Regions from separate parts of the Pan troglodytes genome. Here region 1 is linked to region 2. Evidence: chromatin contacts called from public Hi-C data. All regions are on one chromosome and are shown on one strand. Each heading gives the region's core, a stretch centred on a gene start, on an enhancer-like site or on the middle of the called end of the contact. The rest is flanking DNA. Distances are from core to core; before and after follow the strand shown.

What was found. Hi-C and Micro-C count contacts between places; a contact is called where the count stands out from the background.
Region 1: a Hi-C map of a lymphoblastoid cell line shows a contact between it and region 2, with 2.7 times the contacts expected there. The contact joins the promoter of NDUFAF4 here to the enhancer-like site in region 2. A contact is called at or near these places in 2 of 7 Hi-C or Micro-C datasets (a lymphoblastoid cell line and stem cell-derived neural progenitor cells) and 1 of 1 datasets of contacts at active chromatin or transcription factors (stem cell-derived excitatory neurons).

The regions. Positions count from the first base shown.
Region 1 is chr5:108,835,108-108,841,143 of NHGRI_mPanTro3-v2.0_pri, forward strand. NDUFAF4 (NADH:ubiquinone oxidoreductase complex assembly factor 4) reads right to left here and starts at 1,435. Exons shown (of 3, transcript XM_001135738.6): 1 at 1,188-1,435; 2 at 265-368. The coding sequence starts at 1,323. It overlaps KLHL32 (kelch like family member 32), which reads left to right and starts at 1,605. Exons shown (of 8, transcript XM_016956028.4): 1 at 1,605-3,678; 2 at 3,848-3,936.
Region 2 is chr5:108,549,272-108,555,773 of NHGRI_mPanTro3-v2.0_pri, forward strand. FHL5 (four and a half LIM domains 5) reads left to right here. Exons shown (of 6, transcript NM_001246370.1): 5 at 1,037-1,223; 6 at 6,049-6,502. The coding sequence ends at 6,212. Among named protein-coding and RNA genes, the nearest start is that of FHL5, 50 kb to the left of the region's middle. Within about 2 kb of position 2,295, at least 1 of the 24 cell types and tissues checked has an H3K27ac peak or open chromatin away from gene starts, as enhancers often do. A contact at or near this core is called in a lymphoblastoid cell line, where this site is marked.

The DNA of each region.
Region 1 (6,036 bases), core at 185-2,684, 280 kb after region 2:
TTCTGAAATACTATGAAATAATTCACACAGTTGCTTGTATCAATACTTCCACAAGTTATTTTAGAATTCTGGTAAATATCCAGTGAACCAAGGCATAAGTGTCTTGCTGTCTTACACCACTGTGCTTAAACTTTGCCAAGGCCCGTAGAATGATCACAACACACACTTGCAGAGCACTTTTTTTACGACTTGCCACACTTAATCATTTTCCTGAAGCCCCAAAATAAGTAAATTGTGTATTCACTTAATTAAACATACATTTACCTGCAAGGAAGACACAGGATCTTTGGAATCAACATACACATCTTTTAGAAACGACAGCAGCTTTTCATCTTTACAAGCAATCTCTCCTTTAACTTCTGGATAGACTAAGGAAAGGAAAAAAAGTCACAATATTAAAATCAAGGAAAATTTCCTGTAATATCCTAAACGCTTAACACAAACGCTTTCTTTTCTTTTCTTTTTTGAGTCGGAGTCTCGCTCTGTCGCCCAGACTGGAGTGCAGTCGCGCGATCTCGGCTCCCTGCAACCTCCGCCTCCGGGGTTCGAGAGATTCTCCCACCTCAGCCTCCCGACAAGCTGAGGCTACAGGCGCGCCACCACGCCCGGCTAATTTTTGCATTGTTTGTAGAGACGGGGTTTTGCCATGTTGGCCAGGCTGGTCTCGAACTCCTGACCTCAGGTGATCTGCCCGCCTCGGCCTCCCAAAGTGCTGAGATTACAGGCTTGAGCTACCGCGCCCGGCCTAACCACTTTAATTTTTTTAAAAAATAAACATAATCATTTGGACTGTTAGGAAAATACTTTAGATGGAAATCAAAATTCCAGGTCAGGCTCTGCGTCCATCGTCCAGTGAAGACCCCTAGAGAAAGCTCTGTGACCCTCTCGGATTTTGATTCCCTGTATCAAGTCCGTGACAGCAGCCGGCGAGGGCCTGGTTAGCGGGAGCACTGGCCGCTGCCTCTGGGTCTCGGAAGTAGGCGGGGCCGCCGACCTCACCGCGGGCGCGGAGGACAGTCTCAATGTCACCGGCCTGGCGGCTCCCCCTTCCAACGCTCCGCCAACCCGAGCGGCTGCGGCCGAGCAGGCTGACGCCGATCCCTCGGCCTCCGGACCCACGCTAGGGACAGCCGGGCAGCACAGGGACTCCGCGCCCCCGGGCCCCGAAACGCCCTCGCACCACTCACGACTAATCTGCTCTCGCAGGAGGCTGTTGGTAGAGGGGTGTCTGGGAGCGACAGAGGGCTTCATCTTGCTGATTTCCCGTTCCGCTCGGTTCTCTAGGTTGAAATTCCTGATACCGCGAATCACTAGTGCTCCCATCTCCTCATAACATTATGCGCTCAGGTTCAGGCCGCACGTGGGAACACCGGCGCAGGACAACTCCGGGACACCAAGAGCATGCGCACAAGTCAGGGGAAGCCCCGCCGCGGGCGCTTAAATGCGTGCCCGTCGCCCCCTAGCGCTCGGGAGGCCACACACCGCTTCTCTGCCCAGGGCATTTAAAAGGGAGCCCCTCCCTTCGGGGCGAGTGACTGCTCCCACGGGGGCCGCTTCCGGCGGGAGGTGGCGGGGCTTAAGTCCCCAGACCCACGGTTGCTTTTAACGCTGGAACTCCGAGGGAGTCACCCGGGAAGCTCTGTAAAGTTCTGTGCCGGGCCCTACCCCAGACTTTCTGATTTAATTCTTGTGGAGTGAGGCCCAGCATTGGATAAGACTCCACGTGATTCCAAAGTTTCAGTGAAGAGTTGAAAATCAAAGTCGTAAGGAAGTTGACCTTGAAGTTGTTTCACAGGGCAATGCCACCAAAGAGTTAGCCGATAAAAATGGAACTTACTGAACCAGGGTCAAACTGGGCTCTCAAGTTGCCCTTTCCTGCTTTTGTGAAAGGAAAATAATGAAAGGATGTTCCTTGTCGATGAGTATTTGTTCTCAGCCGCTCTCATTTAAATGCCTCTTATTTTCCTGTCCCCCCGCCTGATGCATTTTCAAGCCACTGTATTCTTTTTCCATTATTTTTTACATCCCGTTCTCATTTGACCTAATGGTATCGATTTTAGTTATACTTTCCCTTATCTTATTTTTGCTACTAATTTACTTCTCCATGCTACTAAATGCTGAGTCATTCCCTCTCCTATTTCTCTTCTCTCTTGCCTTCTTCATTCTTTTTAAGCCTCTGTGTAATTTAATGAAAGGAACAGACAATAAGACGTCAGAAAAAACAAACAAACAAACAAACAAAAAAACGAGTGTTACATTCACCTTCTCCGTCTCTCTCCATTTCCTGAATGGGTTACTGTAGTGCTGCTTTTATTTAAGACCCTTTAGAAATATTGTTATTAATCTAAAATAAAACCCATCAGGAAGGAAGCAGTAGGAAGGAGGTTACAGTATTTCTCTTACTGTGGCTGCAAAATCTATTTTTAGTGTTCTGATCTCTGCTTAGCAAAATGAAGTAGAGTGGATGTTTTTAACCAGCTTAAAGTAAGAAAATATTGATGTAAAGATAATCGAATAGAATAATAATAATAAAACAAGAATCAAAGAACCAAAATGAAGAAAGGGAAAGTTTTTTAAAAAGAAAACTAATATAATCATTAAATATAATGCTTAATCAGAGCAAAAGCACTGCAAGGAAGATGGCTTCAGCCACTCTAATTTAAATGCCCTTTATTTAATTATACTGAACATTTTTACAGGGATTGGTATTTGGAATTTATGGAAGCTGAAATCAGTGATCTCAGATAGCATTAACTGGGAAGTTATCCTGAAGATGGCAGGCTGCTCCAAGATTTCTATCTTTGATACTTTTAAGCATGCTTGTGATTCAGGGCTTTTTAGGCACGGTATTTCTATTTCTACGGGTGCTAAGAAATTTTAATCTGCCTCATTATGTCTATGTGCTTTAATCATGGTAGCAATTCGACTCACTGCCTGTTAAAATATTTTAAAAGTGAAAATCTCATTTTCATAGAAATTCCACCGAACTTCGGGCAGTATGAAAAAGTAATGTTAGAAGTGACTGTCAGGACAGTAGGGATTACAATATGAAATAATTATTTGAATTCACACATTCCAATAGAGCTTGGATTCAACATTGAAAGAGCTTCCAGCATGTGTCAGCTGCTTTGCCTGATCCTGGCCCAGTGCTGCTCAGGCCCTCAAATTGCAAAACAGAAGGCAGATGCACTCCATCAGAAACTCACAATTGGCTGTCACCCTTTGGGAATCATGGAAATAAAACCTGAACCATAAATGCATAATTCCAGCTCTTCTTGTCAAAACATATAAATTAACAGGAACTCTGAACTTAAGAACTCCTATTGGGCTTATGTTAAGGATTGAAGTCAGATCCCCAAGGAAAGTATAACTAGGATGCTGCTTAGAATGAAGCTTCCATCTGAGTGGAGTATTATGATGCATGTGTATGGCTGAATATCTTAAGATACTAATAAACCCAGGGTCTTGACAACAACTAGAATTTAAATTATGAGGACAGAACTTTTGTCTGTTTTGTTCACTGCTGTATCCAACACATTGAACAGAGCTAGTACACAGTAGGTACTAAACAATTATCAAATAAAGGTCAAATGAACTGAAAGACAAGTAGGATCCCTGAGCTGGAGTCCAGACCCCAGACAAGTTCTCTCTGCCTGAACACTAGCCCTGCTTCCAGAAGTGAGTCCTTATGCAAGTAACTTAATGTGGTTGAACACACTTTGCTCATCTTAAAATTGAGATAATAGTAATCACCTAAGGGGTTTTACACAGATTAAAAATATGTGTCTAGTACAATGCCCAGCTCAGAATCTGATGTTCAATATTTGCATTGTTTTTCATTTTTCAGAGGAGAAGGGAGCAGTTTAAAAAAGGACACATATTCTGAAGCTCTGGTGAATAGGTGAATGAAAGTGATAAAAAAAATTTGAGATTACAGTAAGACTCATGTTCTTCAATAATTTAATTTTTAAAAAATAAAAATGCTAAATTTGATTTTTATTTGCTGATTAATGTGCTCAGCACACGTGGTGGCATTGTTAGATTTATTAAGGTTGGAATATGGGTGGGAATCATTAGCTCTGGGGCATAAAATGCCACCTGCCTGTGCCTGACATTGGCCACAGAAATAGTCCCCACTTTGTTTCCCTCTGCCCTTATGTCTTTCTCTCTGCCTAGACTTTTACCATTGGGTACTCCTTCTTTTGAACATAATTCAACAGCATTCTGCGTTCTCCAAAGGATTACAGTAGCTAAACCCAGGTGACAGTTGGCTCAAGGGGCCCAGGACAGCCCTCAGAGGTTTCATCAATCAAATCTCAACCACTAGTGAGGAGCACAACAGATTTATGGAGGAATGACTTATTCTGGCAGAGGTTCTGGTGTTCAGGCAGAGAGAACCTCTCCAGGGCCTGGATTCCAGATTAGAAACCAGAGAATCTGTAGGAGTCCAACTACAGTAATTTACAAGGTTCCCAAGTTTGGCCAATTTCATAGTGATGCAGTGTTTTGGGTCTGTAAAACCTAGAATACTGGGAGCGGGGGGTAGTGCCACAAACTCAAAACCAAAACAAACTAGGCTTTGTGCAGATCCAGTATTCATATTGAGGAACACTGGGTCTCAGATTAGAGATTAGAATGATCAACCAGCAATTATGCCCAGATGCCTGCTTTGTGGTTACTGCACTCATGACTTTTGTCATTGTATTCATTTGTATTCATTTCCTATTGCTGCTAGCAAATTACCGCAAATGGTTTAAAACAAAACAATTTATTATCTTACAGTTCTGGAGGTCAGAAGTCCAAAATGAGTTTTTTAAGGATAAAATCAAGGTGTCAGCAGAGATATATTCCTCCTGGATGCCTTTTTTTTTTTTTTTTTTTTTTTTTTTTTTTAATGGGGAAGGGTTTCTTCTAGAGACTTCCCACATTTCTTGGCAGCCAGCAGTTGCATCACTTCATTGTCACGTTTCCTTCTCTGTGACTTTCCTACCTCCCTCTTTCCATTGTAACACCGTTATGATTACATTGGACCTGCGTGGACAATCCAGGATAATCTCTCCATCTGAAGATCCTTGATTTAGTCACATTTGTAAAGTGCATTTTGCTATGTAAGGTAGCATTTGCAGGTTCGGGGATTAAGAGACATTTTTGGAAGGCTTACTGTTTTGTTCACTACAGTCATCAACTTTAGATGACGGTTTGCTGCACAGATCATCCCATCACCCAGGTATTAAGCCCAGTATCCATTAGCTCTTCTTCCTGATTCTCTCCCTCCTCCCACCCTCCGACCTCCAACAGGCTCCAGTGTTTCTTGTTCCCCCTCCATGTGTGTATGTGTTCTCATCATTTAGCTCCCACTTGTAAGTGAGAACATGCAGTATTTGGTTTTCTGTTCCTGTGTTAGTTTGCTAAAGATAATGGCCTCCAGCTCCATCCATGTCCCTGCAAAAGACATGATCTTGTTCCTTTTTATGGCTTCATAGTATTCCATGGTGTATATGTACCACATTTTATCCAGTCTATCATTGATGGACAGTTAGGTTGATTCCATGTCTTTGCTATTGTGAATAGTGCTGCAATGAACATACATGTGCATATGTCTTTTTATTAATAGTAGAACAATTTATATTCCTTTGAGTATATACCCAGTAATGGGATTGTGGGCTTGGATAGTATTTCTGCCTCTAGGTTTCTGGGGAATTGCCACACTATCTTCCACAATGGTTGAACTAATTTACACTCCCACCAATAGTGTAAAAGTGTTCCTTTTTCTCCACAACCTTGCCAGCATCTGTTTTTGTTTTTTTTTTTTCTGACATTTTAATAATAGCCATTCTGACTAGTGTGGGATGCTATCTCATTGTGGTTTTGATTTGCATTTCTCTAAGGATCAGTGATATTGAGCTTTTTTTCATATGTTTGTTGGCTGCATGTATGTTTTATTTTGAGAAGTGTCTAGGCATGTTCTTTGCATACTTTTTAATTGGATTATTTGTTTGTTTCTTGTAAATTTGTTTATAGGTGTTGGATATTGGA
Region 2 (6,502 bases), core at 1,045-3,544:
TCTTATGCAGAACTAATTACATCTCAGGCAAAACACTGCACATCACACCTTAAGGCTCAATGTACAACCAGGGCTTATTCCATTGAGTTCTAATTCCCACAGCACCCCACTGCTAGATACAATATTGGAATTGCTTTCCAACTATTTTTTCCTTTGGTATTTATTCATTCATTCAACAATGATTTTCAACTGCTTATCTGTGTAAGGTAACCTTGACTCAGTATGGCATTAATGGTGATGCACACAGGCTGTGGAATCAGACCATGCAGGTTTGAATCCTAGCTCACTATGGCCATGGCAAGTAACTTAATGACTGTAACCCTCACTAGTTGCTCATCTGAAAAGAGGGAAAGATGATAGTCTGTAGTATGTAGAGGTGTTGAGAATATTCAGAAGAGATCATCCTTAGCACGGTGGTAAGGACTGAAAAAACACTTAAGAAATGGTAGTTGTTATTAGCAAATAATGGTGCTTACCAATTCCATTCAGAATTACTGCTGTTGAATATTCTTGGACCTGGTGTAAAGCATTCAGGAAAAAGAAGAATTCTTTTAAGCATCCCTAAAGTTAGACAGGTAGTTATAAGAACATAGTATAGAAAATAGCTCTAACGGCAGATCTTTAAAAACCAAAATTAAGAAAATTCAGAGAAGTATGAGGAAGTGAAAAAAGAACCTGTGTGGTTTTTCTCCCCCATCTTCCTGAGTCCAATATGGCCCTGCCTCTGTTCTATTTCATTGTAGGAGAAAAACATACAATAATTTTCATTTCTTTCTACTTCTAATTAATTCCTATAGCCTTTGGCTTCTCATATTATTAATTTTTTAATGAGTTTTTGAGGAAAAGAACATCCTAACATAAGGTGAAAATAGAGTAGCCAAAAGCACCAGTTGTGGCATAGAAGACATGAAATGATCTTTTTTTTTTCTTTTTGCTTCCTTTTCTCCCCAGAGATACTAGGATCTCAAAAGAATCATGAAATGATCTGAATTGTAATGACTCCCATGGTCATTGCCTTTTCTGTGGTCTTTGGCAGGTGATAACTTCAGGTGGGATAACATTTTGTGACCAGTTATGGCATAAAGAGTGTTTTCTGTGTAGTGGCTGTAGGAAAGATCTCTGTGAAGAACAGTTCATGTCCAGAGACGACTATCCATTCTGTGTGGACTGCTACAACCATCTTTATGCCAACAAGTGTGTAGCCTGTTCCAAACCCATTAGTGGTGAGTTCTTCAGTTCAATATGATCATGCCATGAGACAGTTATGACTTTATGAAATACTATCTAGTTAATTTAGGAAATGCAATTAAAAAATGGGAAGCTTTCCTTTATATTTCCTTTGGAGATAAACACAAGTGGGTGCATATATATGAGTATAAATATTACATGGATTCCTCAAGGAAAGTACAAGAGTATAATTTGGGTGCCTATACTCTGTGAAGGTAACTACATACTAAACCTAATGGTACTGACTCTAACATTCAAGGAAGGAGGAGAACAGGATGAGCTGAGAGGTTAGCGCAGGCCTTCACAAGGAGATCTGCTTGCAGCCTCATTAAGGTTTGAGTGGGAGGAGAAGAGTACTGATAAATCAAAATCCTGCTTAATTCTAAAATAGGACCAAGCATCCTTTAGTTAGGAAGGTTTTAATTAAATTCCACTATTGTATAGAACATCTGAAGCTGTAATAATTAAGGTAGCATAGGTCAGTAATTAATTAAACTTCATTTTAAGATGCTTCTAACAAATGTATTACTCTCTTTTCTCTATTCACTTGCAATTATGAAGTGTGTTTATGAGTAGATGAAAGAAAACAAGATAGCATTTTACTGAAAAAAAAGTGACATGATTTGAAAATAACGTAATGATAAATCGATGCATGTTAAAGAAGTTTTCAAGGTAAAAAGAAATACATCTTTTCCTCAGAGACACTTTTAAAATGCTAATCCTATAATAAAGGAACTGAAACTAGCATGACACTTGAGAAACTCAGCAGCTATTCTTTCTGGCAATTTACAGTCACTTAATAATGTGTCAGAACTGTATATCTACTTTCTATTCCTAGTATTCTTAGATCATATTTCAATTTTCAGTTGTTCATATACCATAGAATTAAAGATCATTTTATCCCTTTCCTCCTTCTTCATCTTCAAATATGTAGCAAAATTAAAGTTGAGTCTTCATGCACTTTCCAACCAAAAGAAAAAGTTTCACAGCAAACCCCACCTTGGCAGGCTTTCACTGACTTGCAAGGGGAGGGAGGGTGTCACCAGAAAAAAACAGCATGGTCTTATTTGTCTATATGGAGCACCATCTGTGTCAGGATCTCACACTGGCTCACGGGCTACATCTGGCCAGCAGGCTGTTGATGTTTGGCCTCAACATGTTTGGAAATAACTAATGTAAAATCCATCTCTGCAGCTAAAAGTAGAGGAAGAGCCTGCCATTGGGTGAGCAGACTGCTTCCACATTCCCCAGCAGGGTCACCATCATATGGAACTAGTGGCTGTCCAGTTGCATGGGGCATGCCCTCTCTGTCCCTTGCACCCTGTCTGCATCACTCAGCTAGATCACCTCCCTGGCCCTTGCAAGAACTTGCCTTAGCAATCCCACACCACTGGGCTCCAGGGTCCATGCTTTTAATTACCCTGCTCTCCTGCCTTCTACAAATTTGACAATTCCTATAGCCAAGAGATCTCCACTGATTTTAGTTAGAAAATGGGACTTTCAGATATCCAACAATACCTGGAGCTCCAGAATCTCCCAAGTAAAATCTGCAATCACAGTCCATTTATTTTATAACAACACTTTTCTTGAATTGGGACAGAAAAAAAAAGGGGGACTTCAATGACAAAATAAGGAAATTAACAACTCAAAATAAGTTTCAAAATTCTCTGGAGATCCAGATGGCTAATACTGATCTTCAAAAAGCCTACACAAGCCCTGAACTTGAGTTTCAATTCTGGTATATCACAGATTCGTGTGCCTAAGTGATTTTTTTCATAGATTGTTCCAGATCAATCACTGGGCCCAGCTTTTTAAAGTTGAGATGGAAAAACAACGTTGTTCTGCACAAAAACATGAGGATGATCAAAAGCAAATAATCTGACCCAAAAGTAATCTAAATGCAATATTATATATTTAATTTAGACTCATCAGTCCACAGGAAATGTCTAATAACTATTTTAATCTTTTTTTAACTTTGTGATTGAGACACCAGAGGCTGAAATGCCTGCAAAAACTTGCAACTCACTTTAATATTTCTTCATCTCATTGTTAAATATCTATAGGCCCTGAAGTACTGCTTCTTTAAAATTGAGCTATTTGAACTGATGTACCATTGGGAATTCTGATATTGTCACATGTCTTCGGAAAATTGGCATTCATCTGATTATTATGTCACTTTAAAAGCTAGGTATTCTTGGTCAAAGGATACACAATTTCAGTTAAACAGGGGAAATAATTTCAAGATCTATTGTACAACATAGTGACTATAGTTAACAACTACGTATTATATACTTGAAAATTGCTAAGAGAATAGATTTTTAAATGTTCTCACCACACACACAAAAAAGTATATGATAAGGTAATAGATATGTTAATTGCCTTGATTTAGCCATTCCACAATGTATACATATACAAAAACATGTTATATAATATATGTACAATTTTTGTTTGTCAATTAAGATTAATCAATTATTTTTTTAAAAAGCTCTGAGAAATCTACCTATAAATCACCAAGTGTAATTTTTAAAACCCATCACATTGAACTGCTTCATTTGAACAAACTCCAGATAGAGCTACCATATTTTCTCCTCCTTTGAGATAGGATTAACCTCGTAAACTATCAGGGATAAATGAAGCTGCTTGATGCAGTGAAAAGTGCTCTGGACTGAGGAGCAAAAGACTTGGTCCTCCCTGCCCCCACTGCTGTGTCACCATGGGTGACTAACTCACCTCAGGGGTGGGGGGCCTTCATTTGCCTTATTTATAAAACAAGCAGTTGAGCAGGTTGGCTTTCTTCCATCTCTGTTTATTTCAAGGAAAAGGAATTTCAAATGTTGTGGCTTATTCAGAGAGTGATGCTGATGTTCCTGATCATATTCTTTACCAAAGATAAACTCAAACTTAGTTTCATGAGGTTAAAAGCAGAGACTCTAAAGACAGATGGCCCTGGCCTGTGCTTAAATCTTAGATCTGCTGCTTACTAGCTGGGTGACCTGGGGCAAGCGGTTAAACTTCTCATTTCTCAGTTTTTGTCTGCAAAGTGGGGCTGATGCTAATATCTAACCCCATGAAGGTAAGGTGAGGGCTGTATAAGGTAACACACATAAAGGACTTAGAATAGTGATTGGCACACATTCAAGCACTCAACAAATGCCAGCTCTTATTCTACTGACTTGTCAGAAACCTATGAAACCAGATAAAACAGGTGTCGGAGACCTGCTTCATGAATGGCTTTCTTACTGCAAATAACCCTCATGACCTAAGGGAGTAAACATATCCCTTTTGGAACAGTTTACATACATCTCACATGTTGGTTCAGCCCTTTCTTAAAGTTGCCAGATGCTTCTACTTTTTCTTATTTGTAAAATTCTGGAAGAATTGCTTTTATATTTGCCACTTGTACAAGGCTTACTAATAAAATTAAGAAAAACTCATGAGCTTCAAAATGCTAGACATGTAATAATTAGTTTTATGAACAGCATAATTTATGTATATACAGAACATTACTCTTGCAGTCAGCTTATTAATGTTTTGAATAACATTAAGGGAATTAAGTAGTACATAATTAATTTACATTTATTAGGAAGTAATGTTGATAGCATCATAGATAAGCAAGCTATAAATTTAACCAAGGAAAGTAGAGAAATTTGATGCAAATTTCTCTATGACTACTAAATTATATATGAAGACATCAAATAAGTTTGTTAGGATGGAAACAAAAGATCATTATCCTATTTAAGAAGAATGTATCTGAAATAGAATGCTATTCACCCTTTCACTTCACCATTCCAAATGGAGTATTTGGAAATCACATATGAATTACATAACTCTTTTAGCCTCACTCCATGGATGATAAGCAAATAATAGCACTAAGATTACTGGGAGAAAACACGAAATAAATAAAGACCCAAGCCTAGGGCATCTCAACCTCTTCCCAAACCCTAACATTTTCTCCTTTTATGTAACTTCTCAAAATCAATTTCTTGAACTATACCCTGGAATCACATTAAGGAGACAGAGATCAGACCCTCACCGAAGATTCAAATTCGACTACTTTTTAAAGAAACAGTATGGTTCAAGTGAGGCCCAAGTTAAAGTGGAGGAGGCTGACAAAGCTCTTAGAAACCAATCACGGGATAACGTGGCTTCATTGGCCAGATTCAACAAAAGCTGAAGTTGGCTCTGAGCAAGGTAATAAGGCCATCACATTAGGAGAGCTGAACGATTAGACAAAATCCTCTATTTGGGCTCTAGAAATAGTGTCCCAAACCGTATAACCCCAGGATGTATTCTAAGTACAACTAAGCTCAGAAAAATGAGGGGAAAGAAGAAAACTAAAAGTCATTACAACATTGGACATCAAACTAGGAAGCATACATTTATTTCATTTTATCTTCATTTTGCAGCTGAGAAAACTTAAAGTCATATAGAGAAAAAGGGGAAATGTATTCATACTTAGATATCTCTGACTTCACAACCTATACCTTCTTTCCACTATGCTACACTGTATTGTCTTATCTGGCTTAGACAACCTTATCTGTTTCCAAAAATACCTGACTTGCATATCAGCATTCTGCCTTCTTCGGGTTGATTATGGCAGAATTTGGCTGTGAATCTGGTTGGGTGGCATAGGTGTAACTTTCCTACAGCGGATACTTCCAGATGGACACAGGGCCAGGAAGCAGCATTCTTTTTTGGGTTATTTGCCTCTGCGTTGTTTTGCTCATAGCTCTATCTCCAGTTCCTAGAGGAGCATCTGCTAGAATGCTCAATCTATTCCTTGAAAGGATAGATTAATCTTTTTCTCCAATTCCTTTACAGGTCTCACAGGTGCCAAGTTTATCTGCTTTCAAGACAGCCAGTGGCATAGCGAATGCTTTAACTGCGGGAAGTGCTCTGTCTCCTTGGTGGGTAAAGGCTTCCTGACCCAGAACAAGGAAATCTTCTGCCAAAAATGTGGCTCCGGAATGGACACTGACATCTAGGAGACAGTCCTTTCCCACCTAAAATCCACTTTGCCTTCGTTGTCACTAAAGCCAGAACTCAGTTGCGGTCTTATTTTTGACTTAAGTTTTAGAAAATATTAATGTAGTTTAGAGTGGAAAAGTTTTTGCACACATTTTGATCGAACTATATTCTAAGCGCACAAAAAGCACAGTAGAACAGAAATGAATATATGCTAAATCACAAAGACAACTCTCCTTGCAAAATACTGCACTCTGCTGTTAGAAACATAGGAAAATATCTCTTCATAATCAAATATATGACATATACC